Linked DNA regions of Mus musculus: all the other regions are linked to region 3. A link is a contact called in public HiChIP or PLAC-seq data. All regions are on one chromosome and are shown on one strand. The core of a region is the stretch at or near the end of the contact, and the rest is flanking DNA. Distances in the headings are between cores, read along the strand shown.

What was found. HiChIP or PLAC-seq counts read pairs in DNA pulled down with a chosen protein or histone mark.
Region 1: a contact with region 3 is called in an H3K27ac HiChIP or PLAC-seq map of embryonic stem cells, with 3 times the contacts expected there. The contact joins two enhancer-like sites. A contact is called at or near these places in 2 of 115 datasets of contacts at active chromatin or transcription factors (both in embryonic stem cells) and 2 of 9 other capture datasets (adipose tissue and embryonic stem cells).
Region 2: an H3K27ac HiChIP or PLAC-seq map of embryonic stem cells shows a contact between it and region 3, with 2.4 times the contacts expected there. The contact joins two enhancer-like sites. A contact is called at or near these places in 1 of 484 Hi-C or Micro-C datasets (Th1 cells) and 3 of 115 datasets of contacts at active chromatin or transcription factors (embryonic stem cells and pancreatic cancer cells).
Region 4: an H3K27ac HiChIP or PLAC-seq map of embryonic stem cells shows a contact between it and region 3, with 2.5 times the contacts expected there. The contact joins two enhancer-like sites. A contact is called at or near these places in 5 of 115 datasets of contacts at active chromatin or transcription factors (CD8 T cells, acute myeloid leukemia, embryonic stem cells and 2 more).

The regions. Positions count from the first base shown.
Region 1 is chr3:22,120,693-22,123,392 of GRCm38.p6, reverse strand. All of the region lies in intron 1 of Tbl1xr1 (transducin (beta)-like 1X-linked receptor 1), which reads right to left. Among named protein-coding and RNA genes, the nearest start is that of Tbl1xr1, 45 kb to the right of the region's middle. Within about 2 kb of position 1,437, at least 22 of the 459 cell types and tissues checked have an H3K27ac peak or open chromatin away from gene starts, as enhancers often do. A contact at or near this core is called in embryonic stem cells, where this site is marked.
Region 2 is chr3:22,155,334-22,158,033 of GRCm38.p6, reverse strand. All of the region lies in intron 2 of Tbl1xr1 (transducin (beta)-like 1X-linked receptor 1), which reads right to left. Among named protein-coding and RNA genes, the nearest start is that of Tbl1xr1, 80 kb to the right of the region's middle. Within about 2 kb of position 1,438, at least 26 of the 459 cell types and tissues checked have an H3K27ac peak or open chromatin away from gene starts, as enhancers often do. A contact at or near this core is called in embryonic stem cells, where this site is marked.
Region 3 is chr3:21,671,230-21,673,963 of GRCm38.p6, reverse strand. No RefSeq gene overlaps it. Among named protein-coding and RNA genes, the nearest start is that of Gm31693, 30 kb to the left of the region's middle. Within about 2 kb of position 1,288, at least 52 of the 459 cell types and tissues checked have an H3K27ac peak or open chromatin away from gene starts, as enhancers often do. A contact at or near this core is called in embryonic stem cells, where this site is marked.
Region 4 is chr3:21,949,513-21,952,212 of GRCm38.p6, reverse strand. All of the region lies in intron 1 of Gm31813 (a long non-coding RNA gene), which reads left to right. Among named protein-coding and RNA genes, the nearest start is that of Gm31813, 13 kb to the left of the region's middle. Within about 2 kb of position 1,427, at least 83 of the 459 cell types and tissues checked have an H3K27ac peak or open chromatin away from gene starts, as enhancers often do. A contact at or near this core is called in embryonic stem cells, where this site is marked.

The DNA.
Region 1 (2,700 bases), core at 188-2,687, 450 kb before region 3:
TTCAGTGACTGCTGATAACACTGCTCTGATGCTAGGCTTAAGCATACTGCCACTGGAGATATAAGGTCTCACTCAAGTCTAGTACTGGCTGAGGCCCAACCAGACAAGAGAGAAAAGCAGCAATCCCTGAGGGCAGAGGGACTTCTGATGGCTGGGGTAGAAGTTCAGGTTCATCAATCCCCTGCCCAGCAGTATATAGCTAGACAGCCAGATTTTGTTATTAGCCACTGAACCCTTCAGTGTGAAGATCCCAGGTCGAGCCTAAAGCCAGATCCTAACCCAGTGTAGTATGAAAGAGGTATAGACTAAGATTATTCATAACCTGATCAAAGAGAGTATGATCCATTACCAATCTAGGGTTCCTCCAGGCAGTATTCCCAAGAGACTACACTGAATGAGTTACTTACTCTAAGTGAAAGTTTAGGAGACCCCAGCTAAATACTGGACCTGAAAATACAGCCAATGACATGCTACTCACCCTACTGGCCACCAGTAAGAATCACTGAAGACCTTGTGAAGTTCTCCCAAGGGGCTACAGAAGACAAAATTCAGTGTGTGTCTCCTGGGACCACTGTGTGAAACCCTACCTCACAATATGGTGACTATATTCACACACAACTCATCCTATTGACCACATCTGTGTTTCTACCTGTCTCAGATGGAAGGTGGAGAAAAGCCGCCCAACAACAGTCAAGTGTGAGAGCCTCTGGTGACAGCAGCCAGAGGCTATCTCAGTCCTGTCCTGATAGAGCCGAGCACAAAAGAATCAGACTCGCTGGGACAACAAAGTTGTTACTGGATTTGTTCCTTATGCAGAAATCATGCGTCTTTCACCTGCGCACCAAATATTAACATCAGGCTCAGCTACATGTTCGAATTATCGACTTACCTAGTTCCTGGGTCCTCAAGACCAATGACTGATCAATCAACCAGAGAAAGGGTGATGAAATCTGGCAGTGCTTGCTACCTCCTTCATCTATAACATGAACGTGTTTTGTTTGTATTTATCAAACAAACAAGTAGCTGCTTCATATAAATCAGAATCAAATGAAAAATAAAAACTGAAAATGGCAATGGGCTGCCCCCTAACATACAAGAAATTCCTGCTTTACTCACAGCAATGTCCCTGAACCTAGGAAGGGGCTAACCTGCCCTCTCCTGTATCTAAGTGTCAGCACGAGGCTCTTTCCTTTTTAAGCTTCTCTTGTAAGAAAGATGTCAATTGTTTGTAATACATTTAGAAATTTAATTTTTAAAAAATGACAATTTGGGTTTTGAAAAAAACCACAAACTTTGTAGCCTCCCTCTGCCCTGAAGCAGGCTGATCCAGACTTTGACCTTGGCTGCCACTGAGAAGGAGATTCCCTAGGGTGGAGCCTTCTGACCTAGATGGCTCTATTGTTCTGTCACCCGCCACTGCTCTCACCAAGGCACTGCTACCTGCTGAGAGGCCCCTGAGACATTCTGGAGGAACTGCTATCCTGCACATCCCCTGCAGGCTGGCTCCAGACACCAAGAAAGGACTGGCGGGGGATGGGCCTTCCCCCTTATAAGCACACTCTCTTAGTAAACTGGAGAACCTTCAACAGACTAGCATGTCTTGGTTCCATTATTTCTCGACCCACCTAGGTTCCCTCTTCTCTTTCAGCTCCAGGTTTGCCTCCAAGGCTCAAACCCAGACATGAGAGCCGCAGGCCGGCCCCAACAAAACTTAAATACTGCCAGGGCTCTCGGTGCTGTCTAGCTCAGCTGGCATGTTACTACTGATACTCCAAGAGATGCCTTGAGCCTCTCCTCCATGATGTCCACAGCTAGAAATACCCTCCGACTCCTTCAAGCTTCACTGGATGCTGACAAGCACGATCTCCTGATTACATCTCAGCCACTGAACTCAAGTCCACAGTGGCCTCGTGCCTTAGAACTCCCAGCACAACCTCAAACACTGAAACACATGCTCAGCACACGTACATACAAAGACACAGTAATGTAACCTTGGCTGCATCGCAGAACTACAACAACAAAATCCTGACAGGCCTTAGTAGAGAAATAGACAAAATAAAATGATCTAACTGTACTCTACATTAAATTCTAAGAATACCAGAATGGGTAGTTCAAACCTCACCTTAACAAGTACAACTACAGTTCTCTTGAAAAATGCACATGTGTAAAATAACAGGCCATTTATTTTCAAAATGAATCTGTCATTGACAAACATGATGCATTAACTATCTCTGGATGGAGCCCGGTAACTTTAATCTGACCACTCAGGAGGTGGAGTTAGCTAGATCCCTGCAAAAGTAAGGCCAGTCTGACTACACACTGAGTTCCCCAACAGCCAAGGACACACAGTTATGACCCTATCCACAAAAAAAGAAAACAGACACCTTAGTGCTAACATGCCAGGTTATCCTCTGGCCATGTATATACATACATACATGCCACGTGTGCGCGCGTGCACGCGCACACACACACACACACCAGTTAAAACAAAGAAAGTACTAGAAAGCAGGCATGGTAGCGTGTTTTTTAAATCCCAGCACTTGGAAAGAAGGCACAGAATGACCAGGAGCCAGCGATTTTCTAGGCTAGCCAGGTTATAGCCCTGTCTCAAAACACAAACACTTCTTTGCTCTGAGCTGTGTCTCAACATGCTGCTGCCTAAGTACTATACAGAGCTTCAATTGGTGTAGTTTCCACAAA
Region 2 (2,700 bases), core at 189-2,688, 480 kb before region 3:
TCCTTGACAAAAATCAATAAACCCTTACCAAAACTAAACAAGAGAGAAAGTATCCAAATCAACAAAATTAGAGAAGAGAAGGGGGACATAACAACAGCCACCTAGGAAATGTCAAATCATTTGGTCATACTTTAAAAACTTGTACTCCATAAAATTGGAAAATCTAAAAGAAACAGATAATTTTCTTATTAGATACTACATATTAAAATTAAATCAAGATTAGTTAACAGCTTAAATAGACTTATAACCCCTAAGGATATAGACGCAGTTTTTAAAAGTCCCCCAAACAATCAAAGCTCAGGGCCAGATGGTTTTATCACAGAATTCTACCAAACTTTCAAAGACACACTATGGCCAATACACTTCAAATTATTCCACAACATACAAACATAAAGAATACTTCCAAATTTATTAAGAGGCAAAAGTTATCCTGATAACCAAACCAACCAAAAATTCAAGAAAAAGAAATTTTCCTTATGAGCATAGATGGTAAAATCCTCAATAAAATACTACTCGTACACTGAATACAAGAACAGTTCAAAAACATCATCATCCACAATGATCAAGTAGGCTTCATCCCAGAGATGCATGAATGATTCAACATAGAAAAATTTCTCACTCTAATCCACCATATAAACAAACTGAAAGAAAAGGAAAGACCACATGATCATCTTATTAGATATTGAAAGGTCTTTGACAAAATCTAATAACCCTTCATGATAAAAATTTTAGAGAGACTGGGGATAAAACGGGCATACCTAAATATAAGAAAGGCAATTTACAGTAAGCCAAGCCAAACATTAAGGCTCCAATCTCATACAAACATCAGAGAACAGAAAAGGTCAGATAGGTCCTGATGTAAGATCAATGGGGGATTTCAATGCTTCAAATTCATCTTAGATAGGAGAATCCAGACTGAAAACCAGCAAAGAAAACCAGGAGCTAAACTATAGCATAGTGTGTGCAACCACTACCTACAGCAGAGAGACTCCAACAGAAACAAAAACAGTCTCAACAGCCAAGGAAAACTTAATATAGAGCACATTGCAGACCACAAACCAACTATTACCAAAAGCAAAAGGATCAAATTAACCGCTCTTATCCATCATATCAACATGCAATAAAATTAGAAACTAATTACTAGAAAACTAAAGAAGCTACAGGAATACATGGAGACAGAACAAAACACCCTAAGATGACCACTGAGAACCTCAGTAAAGAAAAGAGCCTCTAGATTATGGACATGAAAGCTAATAAAAGCTAGGTCATGTGAGACAGCTAAGGCAGTTCTAAGAGGACAGTTTTTAGTGAGTGCTTACTTGGGGAGGGGTGTAACCTCCCCCCAGCCAGAAGCAGGCTGAGCCAGACCTGGACCCTGCTGCCACAAAGGAGATTACCAGGGTGGAGCCTTCCTCCCTAGATCACTCTATTGTTCAGCCACTGCTGCTGTTCTCCTTCAAGATTCTGCTACTTGCTGGTAGGCTACACCCTATCCTGCACCTGGGTCGCCTGCAGCTGGGCTCCAAGGATGAATTGGCAGGAATGGGCCTCCTCCCCCTCCCTCCCACTTTATAAGCGCATTTGCCATTAAACATTTGAGCTTTGATCAGGAACCTTGACTTAGCTCCATTTTTCTCTCTTCTGCCTAGTTTCCCTCTTTCAGCTCCGGCCTGCCACTCAGGTGTACCTTGTCCATGTGAGCCGAAATGGAGGGGGATCAAAAATCAACTAACAATGCACTCCAAAGTCCTGGAAAAACAGTAAGAGTAATCCAAAACAAAAACAGAACGGCAGGTGGTAGACGGTGTTAAAAGATTGCACTGGCTGGTTTTGGATGCCTCCAAGAGATCCAACTGTAAGGCATTTTCTCAATTAGTGATCAAGGGAGAAAGGTCCCTTGTGGGTGGGACCATCCCTGGGCTGGTAGTCTTGGGCTCTATAAGAAAGCAAGCAGAGCAAGCCAGGAGAAGCAAGCCAGTAAGTAACATCCCTCCATGGCCTCTGCATCAGCTCCTGCTTCCTGACCTGCTTGAGTTCCAGTCCTGACTTCCTTTGGTGATGGAAGGAAGTGTAAGCAACATGGAAGTGTAAGCTAAATGAACCCTTTCCTCCCCAACTTGCTCCTAGGTCATGATGTTTATGCAGGTATAGAAACCCTGACTAAGAGAAAGATTAAGGCAGAAATCTGTGAAACTAAGTAAGGCTATAAACAACCATACATCCAATCAGTCAAACTGCACTAATTCTTTAAGAGGGGGAAAAAACAAAACAAACAAACAAAACAAACAAACAAAACAAACAAACAAACAAAAACCAAACCACAAATAGCAACAAACTGGCCAGAAGAAAAAAGAAAAAAGAAATATATCTAGTAGTAAAGGGGTGAGGGGTAGGGTTAGTACAGCTTTCAATTTAATAAGCCAATCATTTAGAAATTCTGTAAACATTTATACTCTTAAAAAAAAAAACTACATGGAATGGGTACGTTTCTAACCCGTGTAGTACCTAGGAGAATTAAAATGATATAAGCAACTTAGTATCAGTGCTATTGAAACAAGTAACTGGAAAGCTTCGCAACAAAACAAGTTCTCATTCAGATAGATGTCTGGGCAAATCCCACCCAACTTGTAACTCTGATATACTTTTCCAGGAGAAAAGGGATGGTCAAGTTCAGGATAGACTCTCTCTTGTCAGAGTTCT
Region 3 (2,734 bases), core at 39-2,538:
AGGTTTATTGTAGATAAAAGGAAGAACATAGCCAGAGGCTGGGACACCTGGGAGAGTCCAGGTCACCTGGGAGAGTCCAGAATGAACCTAACCTTGAGCAGGAACATGTAAGGAGGGGAAGGCAGAGAGGAGAGAGCAGAGAGGGAAAATCCAGGAAAGAAAAGGATAGACTTTCAGAATTAGGAATCAAAGTAACTGGGTTATACAGGGAAGGGCAACTGCGGGAAGTAGCCCAGTAGCTCAGGGTGGAGGTGTGATATGTCAGTCATATTCTAAACAGGTAGGAATTGATGGTTGCTGGGAGTTCCTGACAACCAGGTCCTCTTTGATATGTTAAATAGGCACCTTGGTTACCCATTTGTCCTGCATCTGAGAGCTAACTTTGCTGCTGGGTGAAATACTTTCCCACTATCATTCTGCACAATGATTCCTGTAGATATAGTTGCCTTTGACTCCTCCGATGTTCTTCTTTGGAGTCCAACATCTGACATTTACAAAAAAGTGATGTTATTCCTAATATACACATATGGAACATGAGCCTCATGAAATGATCCCAAAGTGCTCAACTAAAAACAATGGGGAGGAGGAAAAGTACAGGGACAGAAATAGCAGCAAAGTTCTGGAAGCAACAGGATTTACACCAATACACCCATACTTTTACTCTCTAGTTGAAATAGTGATGGATTTTAACATCTGAACTCTACTTTGGGGTGGTTCAGAGTTGGGGCCAACTGACTCTTTGCTCTATCCATGTGGGCACCTGGAGCCTGAAAGTTTGTCATTTTGAAGACTCTGACTGCACGTCCCCTTTGATCCCTCAGGGCCTAGCAGGAACTGACTAGAAACTGTTGGACTTGGTTGGTTTGTTACAAGTCCTTAACATTAAACAAGGTAATGAACAAGACAGAGGCCAAATGGGGAATAGATCAGTCACCTAGCAGGAAAGATAAAATGAATAATACTGAATATTAGGATTGGATAGGCTTCTATAACAATTTTCAGGTCTCAGAACAAGAAATTTGGCAGATACATGTGAATAGTAGCTGAAGCTGAGTTTATTAAGAAAAAATACTCTTTCAAGGAAGGCAGCAGGCCATAGCAGTGGGGAAGATTAGGAGCTCAAAGGCCCTGTACACAAACGATTGAAACTTTTGTAGGTCATTTGCATAGCATAGACTTTCTCAAGCATTTGCATAAAGAGGGATTTGGTAAGCTTTTGGGCAGACTCTGTTACACAGTAGTCTTGGCATGCTTGATGGTTCCGTTCTTCCTTTCTGGCAACTGGTTTCTTTCATATGCTAATTTACAGGCCTTGCATAAGGCCTTTTGGACCTCACTCTCCACCCTATTCTCCTGCCTCAACAGGACAGGAGTGGCTGGGCAGGAAATGGAGAGATTTTACTCCCAGTGGCTTGTCCCAACACATTCACATTCATATACACTGGGAGGGGTGAGAGTCATCAAAGATGATGCTATTCCCAGGACTTGAAGTTAGCAAGCTTTGCAATGAAGACACTGAATGATCAGAGGTCTACCAACCTGAAGAAGACCCTGGAGTCTAAGGGAAAGACGGGGGGGTGGGGGGGTGGGGGGGTGGGGGGGTGGTAGTGATTGTTTGGGTTAGATGTACCTTTTACAAGCCATGCAGTTCTTCGGCAGAGAAACTGACCTGTCTTGGGCTTTCTTGTAGCAAGCTATGCAAGGGATTCTTGGGACAAGGGACCTTTAGGGTGACTCTATGGACAAAAAGAAGCTGGAGTCATGGGAACCCAGATTCTGAAACAAACTCTGTCCTGACTTAGCTTTGTTGTTTTGACCAAGTGTTTTCTAGCTGGCGGTTAGTGAAGAGTTGAAGGCTGTACACTCTGGAGCCAGAACACCCCAGGCTTTGAAATCTTGGCTCTGATGTATGTTTGCCTGCTGATATTAGTCTTTTGCCAAGATTTCTGTGAGATGATACAGAGCTGTTACCTGGAACAAAGTTGATGCTCAGTAAACAATGCCTCCTTTATCTTCTTTGTGTGCTGAATAAGTAGGAATGCTTGCAGGCCTTACTGACATGGGTGTGCATTACCGCAGAGAAACTGTACTCAGGAGGATGAAAAGACCATGGGGAAAGAAAAACCACAGATATCAGAACTGTGAAAGGTCAATGTATAAGTTAGGCACCTGGTCAGACTTATGGAGTGAGGTATGGGTCAGGAAGGCTAACGACCACTTGAGACTCCAACAGTTCACAGTTTGAATTTATCTCATCAGTTCTAATCAACTTTGAAGTGTGTGTGTGTTTAATATTAAAAAAAAACACTAGTTTACTTAGAACCTGATCAAGTGCAGAAAAATGGTTCCAGAAGTTTGTTTTATACTTTTAGAACTCCATGTTCCTTTGGTCCAGGCACAACTGACTTGTTTTTCATTGTATGCCTGTGGCAGAGAGTCTTTTCACCTCCAGAGAAACCAGACAGAGGAAGTGTGCATGCAAAGTGTATGTGCTGCCTTTAGACTTGGAAAGACTGTCTAAGGATTGCTTACTTGTGACTCACATTATATAATTTTAATAGTGAATGTTATTCAAAATGTAAAGCAATGTTATTTGATCTTTCAACTCTCCCATTTCTTCTGCTAACACTATTTTACGTTGCTTGTGCAGTCTAATGAAGGTTTTAAGAGTTTTGGTGAGCTCTCAAGGCTGGCTGGCTAGATCAGTGCTTGTATTATTGCTTAGTAACTATGT
Region 4 (2,700 bases), core at 178-2,677, 280 kb before region 3:
TACAGTATCATGAGCTGAGCATGGTGGCACACGCCTTTAATCCCAGCACCTGGGATGTAGAGGCAGGCAGATTTCTGAGTTCGAGGCCAGCCTGGTCTACATAGTGAATCCCAGGACAGCCAGGGCTACAGAGAGAGATCCTGTCACAAACAAACAAACAAAACAAAACAAAACAAAACAGAACAGAAAGACTGTTTGCCTTCTTTGATCACTCTCTGCTGCCAAGCCCTTTGAACGGTGTCAGGGATAGAGCTGACTTGGGTGGTAAGGGACTGAACTAAAGATAAACAGACACCGGGAGATGCATTGGGTACGCTTGGCTCTCTGATGGAGAACCTGCAGCATTGAGCAGCTTGGCATGTTGGTATAAAGTTAAATAGGGAAGTGGGGTTATCACATACAGCCGAACAGGAGGCAGGGTTTACCAGTCCTGGCAGAAGCTGTCTCTGTAGGAGAATAGTCTCCAGGTTATACATATCTGGCACAGGAAGTCTAGGATGGACATTTTCTGCACACCTTGTCAATATCCACACACTGACAACAAGAAGGCTTTGCCTTTCCTGTGGCCTCACGTGGGAGGAGCATTGCTTTGTGATTTTTCTCATGGTTCTGAGGCATTGGAGTCTTTGAAATGGCGGTGGCAGTGCCCATGTCAGAGGAACACGTTTACTTGGGACGCCATTCAGTCAGGCCTTCCTCTCCTTCCCGCACTTCAAACCTAGCACTCATCGACTCCACACGGCTGGCTGGTTAGTGAGCTCCAGGCTTCTTCCTGTCTCTGCCTTCCCAGTGCTGAGATTAAAAACCATGCTCTTCAAAACAACAACAACAACAACAACACATCAGTTTTGCATGGGTTCCAGTGATCTGAACTCAGGTCCTCATGATTGCTAGGAACTTGACCAACTGCCAACTGGACCATCCTTCCAACCCAAAGGAAGAATTTTATAAACTGTAGGTAGATATGTGTCTTCTTAAATCCCCTAAAATCACCCCCCCCCCCCTACACTAGTGCTGTTGTAAATGACCTCATTGCAGAAGTTTCCGTGGGTGAGATTTGAATCATGAATTATCACCATATTTGATCCCAGCTCCACACTCTACTTAACAATGCTGAGCACAGATGTTTAGTAAGTGAGGATGAGATGTAGTATTAGATCCGTGGAATCTACTCTCAAAACCTGAGGAACAATGGAAGAGAAGAGGTAGCTAGGACACAATTTGAAATCAACCCTGATTATGTTTGTCTGGATATCTATGGCAGGCACGCATGCTCTGGGACTGGCAGACAGGCATGCTCTAGGACTGAGCCATTTCTCTAGCTTTCTGTTTCTTCTGGTGACTTTCATTCAGCCGTCTGAGACCAGCCAGAGTGCCTCACCTTGCTGTCTTGCTGTATGTCCCCGGGCTCCTGTGCTGCCTCTCCCTACCTTAGAATGCCTGTGTTGTTTTCTTCCCTTAATTCTTCAAATCAGTTTAAGGGCCACACCCTGAAGTCCCTGGAAGATTCCAGTCTCCTCCAAAGCTTCGACCTCCTGTTCTCTCTGGAAGCCTGTGACTAAATAAGCCCCCATCCACACCCAGCCCAGTGAAGGGGAAGTACGTTTTTTTTAAAATCAGGAATCTCAAGATAATTATCTAACTTTAGGATCTGTAACAATCCCTGACACAAACGATGCTTGATAAGTTTTGCAAATGGTTTGTGAACTCTGATAAGTCAAATTTCTGTGATGCCACCACATTCAAGCTGCAATTGTAAACATTTTCCTACACCCCCCCCACACACACCCCCACCCACACACACACACCCTGTTAGAGGTAATCAAACAGTTTTACAAAACCTTACATTATTTACACCCAATTTGGCTAAGATTTTCTGAAAGTTAACCTCCACTAGTGCAGCTACACCAGGAAAAGCCTGGGCCTTAAGATTGGTCTCAGTAAAGAAGAGAGAACAAGGTGGCCTTGAGGGACAGGGTTTTTTGGAAGATGAAATGGGTAATTTGAAGAAGGAGCTTAACTTTTGCTTGCCTCTGACTCTAACAATTTAAAAAGAGAAAGTGCTTATTTTGGCTATTTTTAGAGACTTTGTAGTTGTCTGGCTGCATTGGTTAGTGTTTGACAAGACAAGGACACAATGGAAGAAGGCTGCCCATCTTGTGAAAGACAGGAGAGAAAGACTTAGGAGAGAGAGAGAGAGAGAGAGAGAGAGAGAGAGAGAGAGAGAGAGAGAGAAACTATGTGGCATTGAGTGAACACACAAGCTGGGATAAGCCGTGGTCCCCCAGGATCCATCCCCCGTGACCTCTTCCCTCCAACCAGGCCTTATGTCCTAACAGCCCATTTTGTCATACATCCGTTCTTCTAAACCCTGACAGCTTTTGGGTGCCAGAAAGCTAACTACCTGTTAGACTGTCTTGCAGATAGGGTTGTATTGTTCGGAAAACCTCCCACTAGAAGTTAATGTGGAAGTAAGATATGCAGGGTTGTTTGGGTGGACATGGAACAGTTATGCAGCACAAGGCAAACTGTGGCTTCTGGATTGGGGAGGCATCTCTGACTCAGTGTTTCCACACTTTCTCAGGCAGGCTGGCAGCCAGGAAGGCATGCAGGCAGGCAGGCAGGGAAACCCAGCTTGGGGCAAGCTGAGTGGCCAGCCCACCACTGTAACCTAAAGCAGTGTTCTCCAAATTCCATGCA